2 separate regions of the Gossypium hirsutum genome follow, and region 2 is linked to region 1. A link is a contact called in public Hi-C data. All regions are on one chromosome and are shown on one strand. Each heading gives the region's core, a stretch centred on a gene start, on an enhancer-like site or on the middle of the called end of the contact. The rest is flanking DNA. Distances are from core to core; before and after follow the strand shown. Region 1 holds the start of LOC107918031. Region 2 holds the start of LOC107918064.

Region 1 (7,113 bases), core at 3,103-5,602:
TACGACCATGAACTAAGAACCCTAGGGAGATTAACGTGCGAAAGTGAGAGTGATTGGCTAAAGGTTTAGGATTTACTCCAAATTAGTTAGCATAGGTTAAGCAAAATTAAACCCTAGGATTGATGACCCTAGGAACTAACTTAGATAGATAAGGCCGAAAGGATAATCTACTGAGCACCACTTAATCTATCTCGATTTAAGCTATCATGTCGAAAGATAAGTAGGTTACATCGATCAAATAATTTAGTTATAAGTCAAAAGGTATTAACTAGGTTAACCGTTAGCTAATTTGTTAAAACTTGAATTTGAAGTTAATCATGAACACGGATACAAGTTAATCTTTTGTTTGCTCAAATTGATTGAAGTTATGTTGTTTATTTTAGTTTTGATTTTATGTTCTTTTATATCATCTTTTTATTATTTACTATCGTAATATAATTATTATTGATTACTATTTAGATTTAGTAGTGTGTGAATTGCAATTTAGTTTAGACAAACTTCCCTTGGGTACAATCTCCGTAATACTTCCTTGTGTTCTGTTGTAAACACTTTAAACTATATTGCTATTTGATCTGTATACTTGTAAATACTACCCTTCAATTCTTATATTTAATTTTAGATTTACAAGCCCAGGGCACGCACATCGGGACATGGTCATTCATGCATGAAATTGGTTTTGTTATCTTAGTGTTGTATAAAGAACTTGTTAAATGTGTTGGATGGTTAATTGGGGTTTTAAAACCAATTATTGTTGTCATATGATAGGTTGGAAACAATTGAAAATTGGAGTTGTGGTATTTTAACTAAGAAGTTGCAACGCCAACCATCCTTGTGTATATCTGACCATGGGTTGGGCCACCCATCCTATCCGAAAAGTGGGATAGTTTGAGCAAAAATATAGGCGCCAAAAATGGGCTTGGGCAAAAAAAAGGCCCGTTTTGTAAATGGTCCGGGCCTCAGGTAAGCTTTTTTTTTTACCGAACTCGTTGCAAAAAAATATTGTTGTTTCCACTGTTTTTGTGTTATTCTGCCATTGTTTTGCTATCATTTCGTTATTATATTATTACTATTTTGTTGTTATTGTTTGAATATTGTATAATTCTTATTTTATTGTTAATTTTGTTACTATTTTAGAGGCATTTGCTTGCTAAGTTGCACATATCTTAGTGTTATTTAAGCATAAATATTAAATACTTTTTAAATTTATTTTCAATTTATTGGTAAACATTTATTTTAATATTTTAGTGTATTTGATATTTTTTTAAAAAAAAATTATATAAAAAATTTAATACGGCCGGGCTGAGCTTGGGAAAAAATTTAGGCCTATTTTTCATTTCAAGTTGAGCCCAAGCTTAGAAAACGGATCTAAAATTATGTTGAGGCCCAACCCATGATCACTTCTATCCTCGTGCGACATCTCATGTTTGATGTCGTGACGTTGACTTTGTAATATTTTAAAAACTTTGCAATTTGGTCCTTAAGTTGGGGAGCCTACTTATTGTTTTGGGGGTCGCAACACCGCAACCCTGATGTTTTGACACCGGCTTGAAATATTTTGATAACTTTACAATTTAGTCCTTGTTTGACTTTAAGATAGTAATGAGCTTTTGTAAGCTCGTATATGACCCGAAAATGAATATGTATTGCATTATATGTATATAATATGTGTATCTGAATTTATAATGGTTGAATTTGTATATAATTGATCTTAGTTGCTCTGACAATGAATATGGCATCTTGTAATTCGAACTTGATGATCGGGTTAGGTATGGGGTGTTACAAATACTATTAATTTTTTAAAAAAAACAAAATTTAATACTATTTAAAAAGATTATTAGAAAGAACTTATATGAAAATTAAAATGGTCTCAAAACACATTTTAAGAATATTTTAAACGGTTTAAAAACCTCAAAACCCTAAAAATCAATAAAAATATATTTGGTATAATTACATGTTTTCTTTATATTTTTCTTAAGCAACTTGTTAGATTAAAGTAATAAATATTATTTGAGGAGTTAGGTTTTCTACAAAAAGAACTAAAAGTTAAAAGTAGTGCAGAATGATTAAAACTTATTCAAGTATTTATTTATAGAATAAAATAATTGTATCTTTTTATATTAATTTTATCATTTTTGTACAACAATATGCTTTAGCATTCCTAAAAACTATACCATATTTAGCAATGTTTTGCACTAAAATATGGGAATTTTGCTTACTTCACCTGTACCTATTAATTGGTTTAAAAATGAGAATCAATACCCTGCATAACCATGTATGTTTATTTACGCATTATTATAAGAGTAATGAAAAACTTCTATATAATTATATATGATACCAACTAATATACTTAAGTAACAAACTTTTTTTTTTAATTCCCTTCAAACCCTTTTTCTCCATTTATTGGGTTTTTAAATCCTAATATAAATAATATGCTTTAAAATATTTTAAATTTCTAACTATTTCATAAATAATTTTGCATATTTACCTATAATATATATACATATATAGATTTTGATAAATTCACATATTATAGCAGTTTTATCTTTTAAATTTTCTTCCTTATAATTAAAAGCATAAATTATATTTATATTATTATTATAAATATGTTATATTTCACAATTTTATAAACATAATTAATTCGTGCATTGCATGAATAAGAAAATTAGTATATATAATATTAAAAGGTAATATTTATAAAATGTAACAAACAATATACTCTGTTGACACGCGTGCATAATGTAAATTCATTATTCAATGGATTTCGTTTTTAGTTTCCTAAAAAATATTTATATTAATATAAAATGTTTATTTTTAAATATTAAATTAAAAAGACATGAAATAATTTATATAAATGATTACAAATTGTTGGGTGGAAATTAATATTTAAAAGATTTATTTAATAAAAAATTACTTTAAAAAAAAGTATTTGGTGCAATTAAAAAAGCTACAATATACTTTTTTAACGAGAGAATTCGAATTCGAACTTTATAAACAATTTTGTTAAAAGAGATAGTCACAAATTTTAAAAGGATAATCTCCCACAAATCGTAAAATAAAATAAATAATACCTTAATTTCGAAAAATCAAGCACACCAATTAGAATCCAATTATTCATAAACTAGCTTCAAATCAGTGGCAAAGCCTTGGTACCCTTAAAATAAAAAAATTTTTAATTAGGTTCTTTTATAGAAAATTTTTTAATTAGGTTCTTTTATAGTTTATAAAATTTTAAATTAGTAATGATAAAATTATATTTTGACCTCAAAAATGATAAAAATTTGATTTAATCCTTTCATAATTATAAAGATATAAACTATTAAAATTGTAAAGTTGCATTTTTTTATTAACATAAAATATAAAATTTAATTTCGACCCCCAAAAAATTTTCTAACTTCGTCCCTAAATTAAATTAACATTTCATTGCTTTCTAGATTACTAATTAAATACATTAATTATTACTTTAAAAAATAATTTCATTTTATCTAAATTATTATTCTTTAAATTTACAAAATTCTTATCAAATTATAATATTGCAAACTATTAAAAACATAATTAAATAAATTAATATAATATATTTAATTAAATGCATATTCTTAATTTATGCTAGAGGCGTTCATAGGTCAAGTTCGGATTGAGTTCATGCAAAGTATTTAGATTAATTTTTTAAGCTCGGGCCCAATCCAAAAAATAAGCTTACATTTTTGCCCAAACATAATTCAAGTTAAGAAAGATAAACCTAGACCGAACCTAACCCGTCCATATTTGGTTTTTTAGATTTGTTTTTATTTTAAAATAATTCTTGAAAAAATATAATACATTTAATGCACTAAAAATGTTAAAATAAAAGTTCTCTAACACATTAAAAATACATTAAAAATATTTATATAAGAAAACAATATAATAAATATAATAAATATTTTATTATTATAAAAACACAAATAAATATAATAAATATTTTATTGTATTAAATAAATTTTTAAAATTTTATATTTTAGGTTGAGTTATTTAGTTGGGTAAATATTTTTAAATTTTAGGTAATAGATTTAATTGTTATTGGGTTAATGATTATATATATAATTATTATTTAACATATATAATTAATATAATATTTTTATAACATAATTTATATTCGGGCCGAGTTAGTCTTCAGCAAAAATATATTGTTTAAGGCTTGACTCATATAAAAAAATAAAATTTAAAATTTTCTCAAATTTATTTTTTGAATTTCATATATTATCTAAATTCTTTTATTTTTTGAACCCAAATAAGTGGTAATTCTAATTCATAATGCATTAAAAAAAAACTAGTTATTATTTATATCTAATTCTTAATAGAAATAGGAAACGCGGTCAATTTCAGACCACCCATTAAACGTGAGTACGTGACCATGAAATCAGCGCCAACTTAGTACTCAGATTGGGCCCACAAGCCCATAACTGTCATTTCAATTTCAACCCCAGAAACGTGTTACGGAAACGTAGTTCAAAGCGAGCGAGTTGAGTGAGTGAGTGACTCATCTGATCGTCTACCATCCGGTACACACTAACCTAAACTCCGGTAAAGCAGCACCATAGGCAACCATCACCGATGATGAGCCGCCGTGTTTTCTCGTTTCTCTTCTTCTTCCTTTTCTCTCAGATCTTATCCTTCGCTTTCAATCCTCTCCAATCAAACAATCCTCAACTCCTACAGGTAAGAAAAAAAATCAAATTAATAGAAATAATTGATATTAAAGTTTCTTAATACTCATTAAATTTGTTTTTTCCCCTTCGGATCAGGATGTAATTGAGAAGATTGCTTTGAAGCAGAAATGGGAACCGGAAGGGCTTAATTTTTCAAAACTGGAATTGAGTAAGGTTAGATTCGGGACTGGCAAAAGATACGAGTTCCGGATCCGATTTGGAAAAACTCATATGCTCTTCAAATTTCCCGACGAAGTTTCTTCCTTGAAAAAGTTTACCAGACGAAATAGCGACGATTTTCTTGATTTTGTCAATGAAATTAATTCCTCGGCCGTACTCGAGCCTTTTACAATGGAAGGTCCCTTCGAGTTACGCCTCTCTCCCGGTCACCAAGCTTCCCTCCTCCTTCCGGTATGCTTCTCTTTTTTCCCTTTTATTTTAATTCCTCATCAATTACATAGAAAGGAGAGTTTTTTTTTTTGTTGGGGGGGGGTGGGGGGCTTAGTTAATCTTTAGAGATAGCTTAAAGTTATCTTAATCAATGTTTGATTTGAATTATGTGTTTAATTGGACCTTTGCAAATAATAGTTATCAATAGTAGTAGTCTGAAGCTTGGGTATTTGGTCATCAGCTGAACACATCACATACTGATCTGAAACGAGTCCTTGTTGGTCATGGCATCACTTTACAAGTAAATGGAGCTCAAGAGATCCATCTTTTCCATACTTTTAATTTCGGTTTACCGGCAAATGAAAATGGTGTCAAGGAGAAGAGTAGTGGATATTTGCCCTTCTCGCATTCGTTCTGTAGGTCCTTACTTCCTGTGCATGTTTTAGGGTCGGTGTCTCTTGCTGCCTTCCTAACTCGGAACCCTGATGCCCACATTGAAACTCATTTCCCATCCAAGGATACTATTGAGCTGCTGCCTGAAAAGTGTTATGGCAGTGATGGTTACACGAAACAACCTTGCCCCATAGATTCTATAAGTTTGAGGATAGCCAGGTTACAAAAAATCCTGAGGACATTTATAGGTGATAGAAACAATGAAAAGCAGTTTTTAGGTTCTCTTAATGTGAAAATTAAAGCATCACCTATCGTTCATTTCCAGTTAGAGTTGGAAAAGGAAATTGGGAACAATGAGAGTGTTCGCAGTATGTTAGCTGAATGGAGGACAAAGCCAACTGTTGAGAGACTATGGTTTGATGTAATGACAAGAGTTGAAGGAGACAAATTGAATCCCCTTACGTTAAAGAAGGTCCGGCCTTTTGTTAGTGTAGATACAGTCTCATGGAGTAATTTATTGTCAAACATTTCTTTTACAAAGTTCCCATCCATTCTTGTCCCTCCTGAGGCTCTGACATTGGGTGTCAAATGGTAGTGGAAAACCTTGTAAGATGTTTTTGTTTTCGGTGATATTTACAGATCAATGCTATACGCCATTATCTGTCTGTTGAATCTTCGGTTGATTTGTGTAACATATGCATGTCACTTATGTCGAACCCACCTTGGATTGGATTTGTAAATAATATTTACAAAAAGAAAAAAAGAAAAGGAAAAAAGGGAGTGATGAAAGAGCTTCCACTCATTTGCATTTGCTTTAGATCCTTCACTGTACGATAACAGCAGTGTTAGGATCTCTGTTTCTTGTTAACTTGTATCATAGGCTGGCCATGCTTCTAATTTTAGGCAAAGATGGACCTTCAACCTGTTTGTTTTGAGATTCTTCTCCTGCTCTTTCTTTCGATTACCTTGTATTTGTAAAAGTTAAGTCAAATCATGTTTTGTATTGGAGATTTTTATATTTCATGTCTCTAATACCTGATGAGTACCGTTCATTTAAAACTAATGCATTTTGGAAATCATTCTTCGACTCATAGGATGAACTTGTTCCCACTGCTTCCTTATTCCATGTAATTGTTCTGGGAGTAGAAACCTAGCAAATGTTGCTGGATCTAAACAACTATTTATTTTGATCAAATGAATGTTAATCCGGGTTTGTATGCTTAGATCTTTCCGCTCATTGGAATGGTGATTGTATCTACATTTTAAAGCTGATTTCTTATTACCTATAGGAAAGACCCAGTCATTTTAAAGCTGACATCTTGCTACCTATAGGAAAGACCAGGAATTTGCAGCAAGTCAGTAAACGAATCTTAGGCTCAGTTTGACATTGTTGTTACCTTTGAAAATTGTTGCGTGAAAAAGTGTGGTTTGTTAAATTCAAGTGTTTGATATTACCGTCAAAAACTACAAATTTGCGGTGGAAAGTTAAAAATATTTATTTTAGACATAATGTTAGATAATAAAAGAATTAGTTAACTTAAAATGATGTTCAAATAATTTAATATAATAATATATGAAATATAAAATTTTAAGTAATTAATATAAATTATTTGAAAATTTTATTTTAAATATGAAAAGCTTATACTTC
Region 2 (7,113 bases), core at 1,511-4,010, 330 kb after region 1:
AATTCCCTTTTGGCTAGAACGTTAAAAGTTAAATATTATCCGAATACTGATTTTTTAAATTCAGGTTTAGGTAATTTACCTTCCTATACCTGGAAAAGCATATGGGCAGCAAAGGGCCTCTTACTATCGGGATTGTGCTGGAGGGTGGGGAATGGCCATGACATTCGTATAGAAGAAGATGTTTAGGTCCCAAATGTGCCAGGTCTACTGATTAACAAAAAGGACAGAATGCAGAACATCATAATGGTTGCGGATCTTATTGACAGTAATATCAGAGCATGGAAAACAGAGTTGATTTGGAGTACCTTTTCGGAAGTTGATGTTCCAAAGATTCTGCAAATCCCTTTGGCCCAGCGTTCACAAAATGATCTTTTGATATGGAGGGGTGAAGCATCGGGTAAATATACTGTGCGTAGTGGTTACAAACTACTATTACAAGGCAATGATTACAATAGTAATGGTTACAGTTTGCCCGAAATTACAAAATGTTACAAGAAACTGTGGAACTGTAATCTCCCCTCAAAGGTACGTATTACAGTTTGGAGAGCCACTCTCAACTACCTCCCTACCCTAGTGAATTTAAGAATCAAAAGATTAACGAATAACGCCATCTGCCCGAGATGTAAGCAAGGGCTGGAAACTAGGGAACATATTTTTCGCGACTGTGCTGCTGCGAAGGAAATGTGGAAAAAATTAAATTATGTATGGTCACTCAAGTTATCGCATATGGACTATATGGAGTGGTTTACCTGGGTATTGTTGCACAGTAAAGAGAAAGAATGCTACATCTTTGTCTGCGCCATTTGGGCTATCTGGTCGAATAAGAATCAATGGGTACACGGAGGACATAAGAGAACTAGAACAGAAATAGCGCAGTTTGTAATACAGTATTTACAGGAATTACAAGATATGGAAAGAAAACACCATGCCAAATACTCAGTTTTAGATTCATGGAAGGCGCCGGAAAGCAGGTTCCTCAAAATCAATTTCGATGCTCCTTTTGATAAGGGGAAAAATATATCTTGTTCAAGGGTAATAGTCAAGAACTTTAAAGGTGATGTATTGGTTTCAAAATCGGTCATCCATGACAAGATTTCTTCAAGATTTGCAGCAGAAGCCTTAGCATGTTTGCAGGCGGTTATGGTGGGAAAAGAATTGGGGATAAAATATGTTATTTTCGAAGGCGACTCTCTGACAGTTATAAAAAAATGAACAAAAAAAAAGATAAATCGGTAATCGGCCCTTATATTGATGATATTCAAGAGCAGAAGGCGAATTTTTATGGATGCAAATTCCAGCATGCAAAAAGAGCAGCAAATAGAGCAGCACATAACCTAGCATCTGAAGGGTGAAAATGGGGGTGAATGCATACTTTGTTCATGAGCTTGTTACTCAAGTTCTCACCGATTCAGAAATTGATAGGGGATGGAGATGAAGGCCATCACTGAGTCAACACCATCTCCAGCAAATGAGAGAGTAGGAGAAAAAATTTTAGATCTCTATGACTGTTTGTTTCTCCAAGAGTTAGTCGATTGGGATGCAGATATTTTTCAAAGAACTATTTAGAAGTTGACAGCTCATAAGGCTGGGTTTTTCTTTTTTCCTTATGTTAGGCAATATTTTTCAGTTTTACTTTAGGTAACGTTGTTTTTTTTAAACTTTGTTTACTAGAGGCCCTAACCCTAGTTTGGAGCATGGCCTATGTTTGGTTCTTAGATCATAATATTTTTAATTATGCATAAATAAATACAACCCAGTATTCCTTCAAAAAAAATAAAAAGATGAATTAAAATAAAAAAAAACTAAAAACAATGTATTTATTAATTAAAAAAACTTGAAACAATATAAAATAAAAATTACAAATATGTTTAGAAAAGTGAAATTAAACATAGGTCTCAATGATAAAATCATTATTATTTATCCATTTAACTAATAAAGCTAATATGTTAAAAACATTCATTAAAAAAAAAGAGGAAGCTTAGAATAACATGAAATAAAAATTATAAATTTAACTGGGAGATAAATCAAACCTAAGACTCAATAACAACACCACCAACATTTAACCATCCAACTAAAGAAATTAATTATATTAAAAAAGTAAAAATTGCGCCTTAACTAGACGCGCTTTCCTACCAATTATGTAAAAGGCGACTTCCTGTTTCTCTCTCCTTAAAACTGTCTATTTCCCTAAATAAAATTAAAAATGGCCTAAAGGCCTAATTAAAAAAACAGCCCAATCAGCTAATTTAGCCTTTAAAAAAATATCATTTAATATTTAACAGAGTTAATATTTTTAAAGTTTTTACGGTTTTGTAAATGGATTATTTTGTTTAGAATTAAACTGCGATTCAAACAACTAACTTTCCAATATATTTTTATAATAGTATTACAATTTGAATTTATTTAATTCTTTTTAATAATATAGAGACTAAATTTAGTGGCGGAGCAAAGGGGGTTGGAAGGGGCCTGTCCCCCTATAGTGAAAATTTTTTCAATTTAGGTCCTTTATAATTTATAAAAATTTTAAATTAATAATAGTAAAATTATATTTTGACTCTTAAAAATAATAAAAATTTAATTTAAATCTTAAAAAATTATAAAGATATAAATTATTAACATAGTAAAATTATATTTTTACTATCGTAAAGATATGCAATTTAATTCCATCCCTGCAACAATTTCTAAACTGACTAAATTAATCCATTTAATATTACTATCTAACTTTTATAAAAAAATTATAACATATTTTGTCTGAAAATTAAGGTAACACATGTAAAATTTCCAAGGAGGCAAGGATTAGGTTGCAAGACTTGAAAGATACAATCAATCGCAGGAAGTCGGGCATACTTTTCGTTCACAGTTCCCTATAAAACGCTAGGGGAAAAGAAAATCAGACTTGCATTATTAATCTGTTTCAAGTTTGCTCCATAGATTGAATCAAATTCTCTGCAGTTTCTTTTTTTTTTCTTTTTAATTTCTTGAGCTGTGTGGAACGAAGAGAAGCTTAATTATTGCTTGGTAATTCGAGTGGAAGAGTTGAAGGAAGAGAGAATGTGGGGATTTGGGGGGAGATATTATTGGGGGAGAAAGGAAAGCGTGGAAAGAAGGAAAAATGGAGGAGGTATAGTTGTAGTGTTCGCTTGGATGTCCAGTCAAGAGAAGCACTTGAAGAACTATGTTCAACTTTACGCTTCTTTGGGTTGGGATTCTCTGGTTTGCCATTCAGAATTCTTAAACATGTATGGGGTTTTAAGCTAAATTTGGATTTGAATTTACTTTCAATTTAATCTTATTTCTTTGTTGGCTGGTGGATGCTTTTGACTTACTGTAGCACTTGATTTCCCGTGCTGTAAACTGGGTTTTCTTTTTTAATCTTATGGTAATATGGAAATGAGGGATATTGGTTGGAATTTATGCAGATTCTCATATGTCTTTGATTGATACTTTTGAACTGAGATTTTATGTGAATCTGCTAAAGGCTAACTGGGATTTTGATGTTTTGTAATCTGTGCAGGTTCTTCCCTGATAAGGCTGCTGCTTTAGCTCTTCATCTTCTTAAAGAACTTGTTCAGGTAATACTGAAAAAAATCTTAATTTTGTGTGTTGCAAGAGGTGTTAATTCTGGCCCTCTGAATGGGTAGAGGAGTATTTTTATCAATTCTCTCAAATTTCCCCCATTTTTCGGTTTCTCTTTTTGATTTTGTGCAGGAGCTAAAGATTAGGCCATGCCCTGTGGTCTTTGCATCTTTTTCCGGTGGCCCTAAGGCCTGTATGTACAAGGTTCTTCAGGTATTTCTTTCACAACTTTGAAAACCCATTGCTTTTTACCTTATATGTTTAATACTTGTTTCCGTTTGCTTGTGCTGATATAGCTTTATATTTGCTTGTCGCAGATGATCGAGGGATTGTGTGAAGTGCAAGTAAATCCAGTATGTTATACCTCTATTAAGATGCTAACCTTTTACTATCTTCTTAAATCATGCAATTGCAGTCAGTTTTTTAATTATTCTTTAGGGCTATTAGGTACCGATACGGGAAATCCTTGTTTATCTTTTCTATATGACAAAAAAAATCAACAAATGATGGTATAATGGCATTTGCTGAGAATTGTTTTACTTCCATTGAAGGATGATCTCCAACTGCTGAAGGAGTGCTTTTCGGGCCATGTTTTTGATTCTAGTCCTATGGATTTTACTAGTGACTTGGGTGCCCGATTTGTTGTTCACCCAACAGTTCTGCAAATGTCTCATCCACCACGAATAGCATCATGGATAGCAAATGGCATTGCTTCTGGTCTTGATGCTCTCTTCCTCAGCAGGTTTGAGTCCCATCGTGCTGAGTATTGGCAGACTCTATACGGTTCAATTGTAAGTGTACAATAAACACCGTTGTTCAATTTATTGTTTTCTTTTTTCTTGAAAAACAATTTAGTTCACTAATTACAAATCTTTTGCAGAGGATGGGGGCCCCGTATCTCATATTATGCTCCGAAACTGATGATCTTGCTCCTTATCAAATTATCTGCAATTTCGCTCAAAGATTACAACAACTTGGAGGTGATATAAAACTTGTGAAGTTCAATGGTTCGCCTCATGTAGGTTAGTTTTTAAACTTATGAGAAATTGCTCTTATTAGTACATGATCATACCACAGATAAAAGCTTTTAATGGGGTTCAGTGGTGATGTAAAACATATTTAGACTGAAAGAAAATAGATGGCACGACAGGGCCTTATATATAATACGGGTAGTCATTCATTCATCTTCAAGCGTTATGAAACATTAAGTTCTTGATTGCCTTACACAAGTCCCGACAGCAGTGGAGTTTAGTGTCTTTTCTTTACCAAAATGCTTAAATGAGGACAAAGAGATCAAAGGGACCACATGTTTATGCTGTACAATTGAAAGAAACATTTTCTGGTCCAGACCCATGTTTGCATGATAAAACAGGTTGCGTATTTATCTTCAACATAAACCTAGCTAATGCAGATGACTGTTTTAACTTCCTTTCATTTGTAGCAATAGTTATATTTTCTTGTATCTATAAATCAATCACATTGAAGTTTCGACATATCAACTTGTTCCAATTAATGGTCTTTGCAGGTCATTATCGGCATTATCCAGTTGATTACAAGGCCGCCGTGACTGAGCTTCTTCGTAAGTCAGCTGCCTTGTATTCCCGAAATATTCAACAATTTGAGGGTGAGCGAATTGGATCAGCAGGGGCACAGGATGAATTCTCTGAGCCGATCTCCAATATCAGCAAAATAGCCTTAAGCCCAAACAAGAACTTTCAGGGAACTTCTCTAGTGCAAAGCAGTAATTTCCTCTTGCCTAGTTCGATAGAATATTACGAAGGTAGAGATTTTGGGTCCTTGCAAGATGAGCAAAAGGAAGGTTTAATCCATTTGGCTCACCCTCCAAGCGTCAATCTCCACGGGGTTCTTGGTCAAATCCTTTTCGACGCATGTGTTCCGAAGAACGTTGAAGGCTGGGATCTAAAGTCATCAGATTTCTCAAGCAAACACCTGTATACTTCTCGGCGGAATTCCCATTTCAATCCAATCAAATGCATTCGAAGATCCAGGCTATAAACATATTCTGCTTTTCCAGCTTGAAGAAGGAATGCTTGCGAAGTGGGGCATAGAGCACAATGAAACTCCTAAAAGGATAAAAAAAAAGAAGGGGGCAATGTGTGATTTATTAAATTTCTGTTTTGTGGAACAATAAAAGGTTAATTCTATGTTTTGAGCTGTTAGACCTGTGTTCTAACATTAACTGTATAGCGAATTTACCAGAAAAGCTCTAACCTTTGTCTGAATCTTAGCCCATCAAAATGGAAAAAGAAAATAAGGCAACGGTTTCACATAAGAGATTTCTTTTAAAGTCGTATAATTCACAATCACATTATCAGATTAATTATTATTAAAAATTAGCTAAATAATTAATATAACTCAAATCCACTATTGACCTGGAATTTAACAATATTTGCTCTATTGCCATCCCTACTACTCGTAGTAGGAGAGAGTAATTGTGTGAAGACAGTCCTTTCCAAAAGAGTAAATTATCATGTACATTTTAATAATTTACTTTATCATTTTGTAAAAATTAAATGTAAAATTATCATTTCAAACGAAAATGTTAGGTTAAATTATATAATTAGTTCCTATATATTTTTTCGTTTTGAGTAATTTAATTTTTTTTAAATTTATATGAACTTTCCCTTCTTTTTTTTTCTTTTTTTCCATTTTCTTCTCATTCTCCATCTATTTTCCTTCCTTTTTTTTCTTTTAAAGTAATTTTTCTATATTTGTCATTTGTTAAAACTAATCCTATACTTTTATTTTTTTGAACAATTTAATTTTTTCTTTTTATTTCTTTATTTTCCTTTTCTTCTTCCCCGTTATTTTGCTCTCTTCTCATATTTTTCATTGAAGAAACATAATTTTTGCCCACCAAATAAACCAAGTCCTTATTTCTTTTACATGATCCCTAAATTGAATTTCACTGAAAACTGAATATCAATCATTCTTAATCAAATCTCGATTTGAATATGGCCTAAATTTAAAACTAAAATTGGATCTAACTAATCAATACAAAAAACCACATCCTTAATCAAATCTAAACATAAATTGAATTCTTTATATTCAAAACAATTTTCTTATTTCCTTTTCTTTTATTTTTTGACGAATAAAATTAAGCAAACGATAAAGTTAATCTAAATCTTCTTGGATATTTCCAAACAAGCTTGATTTGAAACTGAGCATGTATGAACTGAAGAGAGAAAGTGAGCATAAAACCAACCTGGTTTGGGTAAAGTTGAGGGTAAATTTTGTATGGTGATTGTTTTAGTCATTGAGAGTGTAAAACTTCTTCAAAGAATCCGTGAAACAACGTAGTTTCGAAAGAGGGAGAATGTTGTAGGTAAGATAGATAAAGTGGTCGTGGGGTTGGTTAGGAGGTTAAGGAAACAGGTTCGAGAAACTTTGTTGAGGATGGATTGCCAGAAGTCAAGACTGGCGAGGTCTTCGAGTGAGGCGAGCTTGTGAACTAGGTCATTAAGAGATCCAAATTGGTTCATTAAAGCGATGACGGGCAATGAGGGTTTGTAATTA

What was found. A called contact is a pair of places that touch in the nucleus more often than the background predicts.
Region 2: a contact with region 1 is called in a Hi-C map of leaf, with 2.1 times the contacts expected there. The contact joins the promoter of LOC107918064 here to the promoter of LOC107918031 in region 1. A contact is called at or near these places in 4 of 34 Hi-C or Micro-C datasets (leaf and petal).

Annotation. Positions count from the first base shown.
Region 1 is chrA01:26,387,731-26,394,843 of Gossypium_hirsutum_v2.1, forward strand. LOC107918031 reads left to right here and starts at 4,353. Exons shown (of 3, transcript XM_016847524.2): 1 at 4,353-4,692; 2 at 4,779-5,093; 3 at 5,314-6,130. The coding sequence starts at 4,588. The coding sequence ends at 6,060.
Region 2 is chrA01:26,714,643-26,721,755 of Gossypium_hirsutum_v2.1, forward strand. It overlaps LOC107918064, which reads left to right and starts at 2,761. Exons shown (of 7, transcript XM_016847567.2): 1 at 2,761-3,239; 2 at 3,515-3,572; 3 at 3,709-3,789; 4 at 3,894-3,929; 5 at 4,128-4,367; 6 at 4,457-4,598; 7 at 5,102-5,756. The coding sequence starts at 3,052. The coding sequence ends at 5,592. It overlaps LOC107916582, which reads right to left and starts at 1,698. Exons shown (of 6, transcript XR_005922368.1): 1 at 1,405-1,698; 2 at 750-812; 3 at 306-667; 4 at 80-204.